Linked DNA regions of Zea mays: region 2 is linked to region 1. The links are chromatin contacts, called in public Hi-C maps. All regions are on one chromosome and are shown on one strand. Each heading gives the region's core, a stretch centred on a gene start, on an enhancer-like site or on the middle of the called end of the contact. The rest is flanking DNA. Distances are from core to core; before and after follow the strand shown. Region 1 holds the start of LOC100285161. Region 2 holds the start of LOC100282445 (acetylglucosaminyltransferase/ transferase, transferring glycosyl groups).

The links. Hi-C and Micro-C count contacts between places; a contact is called where the count stands out from the background.
Region 2: a contact with region 1 is called in a Hi-C map of leaf mesophyll, with 8 times the contacts expected there. The contact joins the promoter of LOC100282445 here to the promoter of LOC100285161 in region 1. A contact is called at or near these places in 3 of 25 Hi-C or Micro-C datasets (ear, leaf mesophyll and tassel).

What each region holds. Positions count from the first base shown.
Region 1 is chr2:38,764,762-38,769,704 of Zm-B73-REFERENCE-NAM-5.0, forward strand. It overlaps LOC100285161, which reads right to left and starts at 2,128. Exons shown (of 7, transcript NM_001370702.1): 1 at 2,025-2,128; 2 at 1,379-1,914; 3 at 1-133. The coding sequence starts at 2,115.
Region 2 is chr2:38,994,097-38,999,039 of Zm-B73-REFERENCE-NAM-5.0, forward strand. It overlaps LOC100282445 (acetylglucosaminyltransferase/ transferase, transferring glycosyl groups), which reads left to right and starts at 2,758. Exons shown (of 2, transcript NM_001176244.1): 1 at 2,758-3,246; 2 at 4,342-4,943. The coding sequence starts at 3,181.

The DNA of each region.
Region 1 (4,943 bases), core at 878-3,377:
TCTCAGTGTCTGTCCATGCACTGGAAGCATGATTTTCCATATTCTCTTTTTTGTCACCAGGACATTTATTCGCCTCTTCCTTGATATTATCATTATTGCTTTTGGAACATTTTGAACATACTTTAAAACCATCCTGAAAGTGAATATGGGAAATGTTAATGAATACAGAGCAAATATTTCCCAATTCTCATCACTGCTTGATGTACCCATAAGAACAAAATGTACAATTCAATCAATGCGTAGCTGCTACCACAGCTTAGTGGAAAGAGCCACTTGGCAATATGACAAAATATCCACTAGAACTGAGTGAGCAGATTGTGTGTGCAGGAATTCAAACCAGATTTTAGCATCTTTTGACAGAGAAGAGGGGTCCATTTTATCATCTACGGATCTACCAACCTCACCTTGTCATCTGGTCCAAAGGAAAATATATGTTTTTCATCTCCCATGGCAATTATTATCTACAGAACATACTAATGAGTGAATTCTCGAATGTTACCAAATGAAAATTTTAAGTTTCAAAATACTCTAATCCTAGGGACTAGACATTTACATAGCAAACATTTCCAAGAGACTAGCTAAATGACTCATCAAACCAAATTTTGGCTACTTAATAGCAAAATAACTCAAACAGACTAGCCATTCAACTCGCCAAGATATCCGCCTCACTATCCAAACTTGGCTAGCCACTTCGGCTATCCAAACAAACTTGCATGTTGGAGAGTCTGTTAGAATGAGATACTACATATAGAGTTTAATCTTTATAAAGAGGTAAATAGAGAGTCAAAAATAAAGAGTCCTTGGAGATGCTCTTAGGGGATGTTTGGTTTTCAGGGACTAATTTTCAGTCCCTCTATTTTAGTCTCTTTAGTCCCCCAAATTGCCAAACACAGGGACTAAAAGAGTAATTTAGGGACTAAAAAGGACTAAAAATTAGTCCCTAGAAACCAAACACCCCCTTAATACTACCTCTGTTCTCGAATATTTGTCCACCGTCAGTTCATTTTTTAACTAAAACGCGACAAATAAAAAAGAACGGAGGGAGTAATATACAGTACTACAGTAGCACCAGTTATTATTTGCCCCATCTTTCATTTTCTTGGAGCTTACTCTATGTTACCTGTTTTGACAAAAATGGATATATCAGTTCAAAACGACCTACACAAGTTTGCAGTATTTCTCAAGCATGCTGGAAATGTCCATGAACATATACCCTAGATACTATGACTTGCTTTCATTTGAGCTGTAGCTTTTAGGCACTGCATATTCCACATTCTACCTTTTAGGTTTTAGCACCACTACATAGTCCTAAACCCAAAACTACTGAAAAAACAACAATGTCATGGGGGGAAAACCTTTTTTGGAGCTTTCATAGTACCTGCAGCGTCTCAACATCCGCACCATTGCACTCCTCACCGCAAAAACCGCATATAGGCGCCTTCCCAGGTGCCCATTCCCCGAACACATCACTGTAGGAGGTCAGCGGCGGCAACCGGAATTCGTTCTCCTTCTCCCCGCCCGCCGCTACACGCTTCTCTTCGGCGAAGTAGGACGCTGGAGGACGCGGCGTCACCTGCAGACCCACGGGCGCCTCCACGACGACCCCCACCTCCTGCTGCCGCGACGCGGGGACCGAGGACGAGGAGGCCGAGAAGTTGATGAGGCCGGAGGAGTCGAGGAAGGCAAAGAGCTTCCGGAGGAGCGTGACGTCCCCGACAAGCGCCCTGCGGACCTCGGTGAAAGTGAGGCGGCGCGCCGGGTCCTCCCGGTATTTGGCGATGATGAAGTCGCGGTACTCGCGGTAGATCCGCGGGTTCCGCGTCGCCGTCCCGAACCCAGCGCCGCCTGCCCCTCCGAAGAACTCCGGCAGCGCCCGCCGCTCCGTCTCGTGGATCCCGTCCCACCGGAACCAACCTGTGGGGTGGCGGAAGCAGACAAGGAATTCAGTCAGGCGGCCGGCTCAGCGGGGGTAACCCTAGTAGGAGCACGCGGGGAAGAAGGGCGCGCCGAGAGAGAATTCTTACCGGATGATGCCGGGATGGTGTAGAGCTCGCGCGGCGACGGAGGCGTCCCGTCGCCGGAGTTGGCGGCCGCGCCGGCAGCCGGCGGCGACATGGCGGGGGGACGGGAAGATGGGGTCAGACGGGGAGAGGCAGAGACGAAAGATCTGGGCCGTCGGATCTCGGATTGACGGGGTTTAAGGCGTGGTCTGGCTTCGGGCTCGGGCGGTCGGAACTGGGAAAGAGCAATGGCCGGGCTGGGCCGGGCAGGAGCCGCAAGACTTGCGGCCTGCGGTGGGCAGTGGCGGCGCGCAAGGACGACGATGATTTCTATGTCTCCGTAGGGCCACGTGTGTAAGTTGGTCCCGTGGCATGGGCCTTAAGGCCCTTTAAGCTTCAGTTAAGTTGGGCCGGGATGGAAGTTTTCGCACGGCTAGTTGCCCTTCTCTAATCCGAATGAAACCTTCCAGATATAAATAAATCAGTTCATTTGTTCCAAATTACAAGTTTTTTTTAACTTTTTAGTGTAAAAAAATAACTTCATAACTTCGTAGTTATTAAAAAAAAGAGTGCGCAACCAAAAAAAGAAAGTCGTCTGTCTGGTTGAAAGTGGGAGCCTGCTAGGAAGGAAAATGAACAACATTTAATAAGGGTACGGTTGGAAACTAGGCTCCAAATTAATCATGTCTTGGTATGTGAGATGTTGTCTGAAACGACTTCTAAAAGGAACCGGAGGGAGCGGCGTGAGAGAGGGAAGAGAGAGAACAATGGTTGCATTGCGGATGGATAAGGGAGGATAGAGAGACGGCATCGTTGTGACGTAGTGACGAGGACAGAGTAGTATGAGCTGGTTGTGGGCCGAATCATGCTTTCTTCCTTCATCTTATTCCTGTTTTTCATTTCATCATCTTGTTGCTATTTTGCTGCTTCACATGTTGGAGAAATTTGTAATTTTTTCACTCTTAATTTTGGCTTCCTGTTATTATGTCATCTTGTGTCTATGACTGATGGGACCATCTGTGTCTATGATTTGTAAGTCCGATGACATATTGACGAAGCCCACAAATGATAATGGCAAAATTGTCAATGTCTCCACATGTTGCTATGGTGTTGCCTCAGCTCGCCTTATGAACGTCTCGACGTTTTGGGTGAGATGGTACAGGTCACCACACTTCGTCTTACGGCCCTACAACCCAAGGCCATTATCTCTAGGTCATTGTAAATGCATTGTTGTCAAATGGTAGATCCCGACCATACACATGAGTAACTGAATTAACGAGACACATAGAGCATCTAATATAGAGTTCGATTTGTTGAAGACTGCATGCAGAAACATGGAGGTGTTCGTGATGCAGCTTCTCCGACATTATAGATGGGGATCTATTATAGGATTCGTAGTTAGATTTCTTAATTCGTGTTGTTGGTATCTGGTCTAGTGACGTGTGACATGGCAGTTTTTTCTATCTTGTTTTATAATATGCAGTTGTAGCTTCTATGGAGGCAAAGGTCGGGTAGTTTTTCCCATTATCTAAAAAATAGAGTTTGATTTGTTGTGGGCAAAGATGAAGCTTCCTGTTTTATATAATATACATTGTTTGTTGTAGAAAAAATGACTCTTATATCCAGCGTGCGCGAAGCCAGGCTCACGAGCCTGACCGGAGGGCGGGATACGCCTATTATGGGCGTACGAGCAGATGCAATAAATGGCCTCAAAATGTTATTGTTTTTGCATCCACGTAGACAGGTGGTGTGTCCCACGTGTAAGCATCCAAATAAAATCTTAGATAGAGTCAACGCACACGGATACATGGTGGTCTAGGATATGATGGTGCAGACAACCAAATCAAACCAATAGAGTATAATTATGATTTGAGTAGTTGGGTGGTAAAACTAATGACGGGTATTAACATGTTTGTTAAGCATATATGTCTTAGTTTGTCCCAAGAACATAAGATGAGATCAGCCTTAAACCAAGATGAACTTTGCTACGGTTGAATTTGAGCATGTCTCATTAAATATGCTCTCACTAGATAGTTTGGCGATTAGAAATAAAAAAACAGCACCACAATTCAGCAATGCATATCAGCTTAAGGTACAGTGTAGAAATCTCTACATCGAAATGGCCAGTACCCATAAAGAGGAGAGTAATAAGCACCGAACATTAGTGAATACTCCTATTTGAAATTATACTAGTTTACTTTCATTTATCTTAAGTCATATCTTTTAAATTCTGATCACATGTATACAAAAATAGATCAGTATATAGGACATCAAAATAATTTTATATGTTCTCCGTAAAATATGATTTATTAGTGCAATAGATGCTAATATATTTTTTTCAGAAAACTTTGTCGGAATTAAATGAGTGTGCTCGAAATAAAACTAAAATGAAATAATGCAGACGTTACAGATAAAATCAACACTGGAGATGTTCCACGTTCGAGTGGCTGCCGTCACAATCGTCACAATGAGCATTGGAAAATGTCCACCACCACCGGAGTCTAGAGCATGTACAATACCATTCCAACGAACATATTTCTTAGAGTAAAATATATACTCAGTCTTTAAACTCGATAGATGTGTCATGCAAGTCCTCGCGCTCATAAAGTACATTATTTTGGTCTTTAATCTTGTCAAATTAATTTATGCTGGTTCTTGTACTCTCAACCACGTCTTTTTAGTCTTAAAGTGTGTTAATTTGGCCCTTACACTTATCAAGGTGTGTTACGTGTCATTTGGTTCTTAAACTTATCAAATCATGAGGTAAAATTCTTTACGGGCGTTTGGATCCCTTCATTTTAGAGGAATTGAAATTCACTCAATAAAGTAACTTATTTAGTTTGGAATTCGACATTCCACCACTTTCCAAAGTTCATATATAAGTCTATCTCAAATTCATGGGGTGGAGGATGAGAAATGGTTTTATACATTAGTAGAATTTGT
Region 2 (4,943 bases), core at 1,508-4,007, 230 kb after region 1:
TGGAAGCAAGAATAGAGGAAGAAGAAAAGCGATCCAAGCACAAGAGCTCAAAAGAACACAACAAAACTCTCTCTTCTAGTCACTAATGCTTTGAGTGGAATTGGGACTTGGAGAGATTTTGATTCACTCTATTTGTGTATTGTATTGAATGCACTAGCTCTTGTATTGGGCAATTCAACCACCAAAATCATTTAGGAAAAGGTGTGAGCCTATTTCCCTTTCAATCTCTACTACTAATTAAGCATGGACTGTGGGCGCCCAGCGCGTCCATGCCTCTGCCTCCCTATCACTGGCATACTGGCCCCATCGCCACATCTCGCCTCCCCCGCAGAGCAATCATGCGGATGTCATCCACCAACACCTCGCCTCCACCTCGAATCCGGGATCTCCAATCCCGCCCGCCGCCAGCGCCTCCAATCTCGGCTGCCATCAGCGCCCCCGCCAACGCCTACCATAATTTTTCTCCAATCCTAGGGAAGCCCGTTCTCGGTTGCCGCTACAGGCCATGCCCTGCCTCGGATCCAAGATCTCCAATCCCGACCGCCATCAGCGCCTGCCACCAGCGCCTACCATATCGTTCTCCAATCTTGGGGAAGCCTGTTCTCGGTTGCCGCTACAGGCCATGCCCTGCCTCGAATCCATGATCTCCAATCCCGGCCTCCATCAGCGCCTACCATTAGTGTTCTCCATTCCCGACCGCCATGCTAGATGCATCACTCGTATGTTACAGCTGCCCCAGCCGCCATGCCCCCGCCTCACCGTCTAGCCGCGCAGTTGTAGTGTGGCCGGTTGTGGAGGAGCCCTCGTGTCCCCTAGCCCGACCAGCCATCAACCCCCATCTCCAGATCTCAGCCGCGATGCCCTTGCCGTTGGAGGAGGCTTAGAAGAGCACGGATCCTCAGCAATGAACCCTGGGCGCTCAATCTAGGGAGTTGAAGCAGGTCGATGATGGCAATGACATTGTCCATGTATGGCGGATGCAGTGAGCTACTCAGGTTTGGTAGTGCCAGTTCGTTGCTAATTTGTTATTTTGTTGGAGATTTGAGGTCACCAATGTTATTAGACTTATGACCTGTATGGCTGTTGTTTCTGGACTTTCTTTTCTTCTTCCTCTTAATTTGGGGTGTCTCCCATGTCCATTGTTTGAAGCAGTCGATTTGTGACGTCTCCAGCTTGGTATTGTCCGGTTTTGTCTGTATATAATTGGAGCAGTAAGCCTAAAATAGGTTTCGGTTGCTTGGGTTTGGATGGTAATGGTTGTGAACAATGTCGAACCTTCATTGCAGTAAAAGAACATCGTTTGATCGGAGTGCTCATGTTGAGATTCATTTCTTCCTTATCTGCAAGTATCAGATCACCAAGTTATCTTGAGTTAATATGTTGTAATCTTGTTCTTTCTTTAAAATGCCATTTTGCTTTAGTATTTCATTTTTAATTTTAGAATATATTAGTATGACAGAGAAAAGATCATACTACTTTTACTCGACTGAAGTATTCATCAACTGAAGATGGTTCTAAAAGCACGTTATAATATTTACTACACACTTCTAACCACAGAAACTCAACAATGATTAAAAGGGGTGCAGACAATGGATTAAGAGGGTGCACTAAATGCTAGGAGAATTTGAGAAAAATAATTTTTTGGTGGACCATTTAACCTTCTAAAATTGATAGAAATTGATTTGTTTCTAGATAAATTATTTATATATATCTATACTTAATCTATCTATCTATTTTTTTCTAGTAAGAACCTAATATGGGCTGCTACTACGACTTCATCCTTCCCACGACCAGCGTCCGCAAAAAATAGTGTAAAGCGAGCCCTCAAATTCACGCCCTTATGCTCTAGAAATTTAGAGCTAACCAAGAGACCATATGTATCTTAGTATTTTGAAATAAACAATAATTATATTTGCAGCCTAGGCATCGTTCCCCATGCTCCTCCGCCTCGTGACAACGCACGAGCATGTACCTATGTTGTATGATGAACTTAGTTGATGTTATAATATTTGGATCGTGATACATTACTACCGATATGAGCAGTGACAACTGGTGTGATAATAACAGATTTTCATCTATTCCATAAAACTTTCCTTTGGAACTAGTGACATAATTATATCTATAAATAAATCTGGCTATTACAATCGCCCAATCACATAAAGCGGTGTTAACGATAGATGCGTAGCCGAGGTCCAAGGCTAATACACTAATGATAATAGTTGTTAAAACTAGCTAGAGATATCAACAACCAGTTAATTGTTCAGCGGTACACATCTAAAAGCCATCTGCTAATAATTTAGCTTACTATCTATAGCCGACTCCCTATCCTATCATATATTTTAAATTCCACCTTGTAAATTGTGTAGTGTTAAAATAGTGTTTTGCACGGACATATGCACGATTTATTGAGCACGATCTTAGCTAGTTCAATCCAACTAAAATCAAGTAATATTTATCGAATTACTAGTTAACCAGTTAAATCAATTAGCAATTTTTATATAGCTAACAATTACCACCCATGCATTCGAAAAGGCTCAGACTATTTTCAGAGTACATATATTTATTTTAAACGTCATTATGTAAACTGTATAGTCTAAAAAACAAAAGGAGTTTTTATGTGGCCATATACACATATCCTACGAATTGGGGGCCGCAGCGACAAGCGTGAGGACAAAATCGTACATCTCACAATCGCAAGCGCCGGCCCGGGCGATGGATATGAGGGGCCGCCGGCCGCCGCACCAGGCACCACCGCACCGCACCGCACCACCCAAACGGCTATAATTAGGCGGTTCCAAAGGAAACGCCCCTCTCTCGCTCTTGCGGCGGCGACCCCGCGGTTTCGAGCCAATCACCGCCAAGTCCTCGACTCCAGCGCCCTTGCCTTGCCACCCCGGCCCCAGCTACCACGGGGAGCTGCAAATAACCTGCGGCCCCGAGGACCGGACAGCAAAAGCGCCCAACCGCTGGAGCTCCGCCCCGGCGATCACCCGCCGGGAACGTAGCGCCCGGCTCCACAGCCGCGCCATTCGAGCTGCTGCTCGCGCGCGGCTGGTTCTTCTCGGGGGGATTTTCTTTTTGCGGGCACCCTCCGCTCCCCCTCACCGCCCTGCCGTCAGCCGTCTCGTTTTCGGATTCGTTTGCTCCGGCGGTGGCCGACCTGCCGTGCGGGGCGCGGTGATGCCGGAGGTGGGGCAGTACGGGTACAAGAAGACCGACGGCATCTGCGACAGCGTGTGCGGCGAGGTGAGCGCCCCCCCTCCCCCTCTCGCCCCGTTCACCCGCTTTCCCCTTTCCTTCCCCGGTCAGATCTGCGTCGCGTGGCGAGGGGGTAGGTTCTTTGGCCCGCCGAGACGCTTCTCTGCCGTGGGCGCGTGGCGCATTCGGCCCGGCCGCGCGCTCGTGTCCCCGCCTGCCACGATTTGGCGTGCCATCCGCGCCGTTACGCGTCACGCGAAGTTTCGGGCTTTCGATAGGATGTTGGTTGTGGTTGGATACTGGGGCGGCTCTGCGCTTTCAGGCCGTTGCTGTTCCATGCTCGTGCGTTGTCGTTGATCTGCCCTGAAGCCCTGGTATGGGTGACGGGGTGGATTTCGTGTTGCCCGTGCCGCTGGGGAGTCCGAATTCGTCACGCCTTTTGGGTGCCAGAATCTCGCGACGTGGCCGAATCGCGTGTGTTTCAGGCATGTCTTTGGATGAGCTTAGTTGTGTGTTTTCTGCTTTCTTGATTCCATCACGCGGTCTCGTGCTGCCAGACGTTTAGGCTTTGCACCGAATTTGGGGCAGAATATTGGACTGTTATTAATCCCTTTGGATAGACAGGAAAAGCTACGGCCTTTTCTGGGAACATTACAATGTGGTGTTAGAGTGCTATTGTAACCTAAGCCTCTTTAGTTCAGTTGGGCATTGTGATATCTTAAATGCTTTGGGTTTTCTAGTTCCTAGTTTATATGGTCTTTGCTAACCTCGTGCTCGTTGTTGACTTTAGCTTTCTGCGTTTGTGCATGTAGTTGCGACATTAGGTTTTTGTTTGTTCTTTGCTGGTTCTGTGCTGTGCTAATCAGCTTCTGCTCAAGTGTTTAGCTTTTGATGACGCCTTCCTGGAAACAACAAACCCTTCTGCTCTGGAAAGTTGATGTTTGGGTTATTGCTTCAGGAGTTTATATCTCTTCGATAGGAAGGTTTTGTTTATAGCAAAGTTTTGTTGCTTTCAGGGTAGAGAGCGGGCTAATACATGTGTATGCTAGAATTTTAAATAGTTTAGTAGTTGTCTTCACAAAAATTCCTTTTGTCCACTATTGCTTGTTTGATTTCTTATATAGTTTGATGAATTCACTGCAGCCTGTGTCAAAGACAGCTCTGACGATGTCAAGGCTAAAGTGCGCTCTCCGGGGATTTGATTTAAGGGCACTTATGGTCCTCTTGATTGGTGTGCCAATTCTAATCCTAATGATATATGCGCATGGTCAGAAGGTCACATACTTCCTGCGGCCCATCTGGGAATCTCCTCCCAAGCCCTTCAAGACAATCCCTCACTACTACCATGAGAACGTCACCATGGAGAACCTGTGCAAGTTACATGGTTGGAAAGTCCGTGACTTCCCGCGTCGTGTCTTTGATGCTGTACTCTTCAGCAATGAGCTTGATATCCTGGAGATCCGCTGGAATGAGCTTAGTCCCTATGTGTCCGAGTTTGTGCTTCTTGAATCCAACTCAACCTTTACTGGCATAAAAAAGCCCCTCCACTTCAAGGAAAACAAGCACCGTTTTGGGTTCGCTAAATCACGGCTGACATATGGTAATATTGGGGGAAGGTTCGTGAAGGGGGAGAACCCATTTGTTGAGGAGTCATATCAGAGGGTTGCCCTGGACCGGCTTCTTAAGCTTGCAAGAATAGAAGACGATGACCTGCTGATCATGTCGGACGTTGATGAAATCCCGAG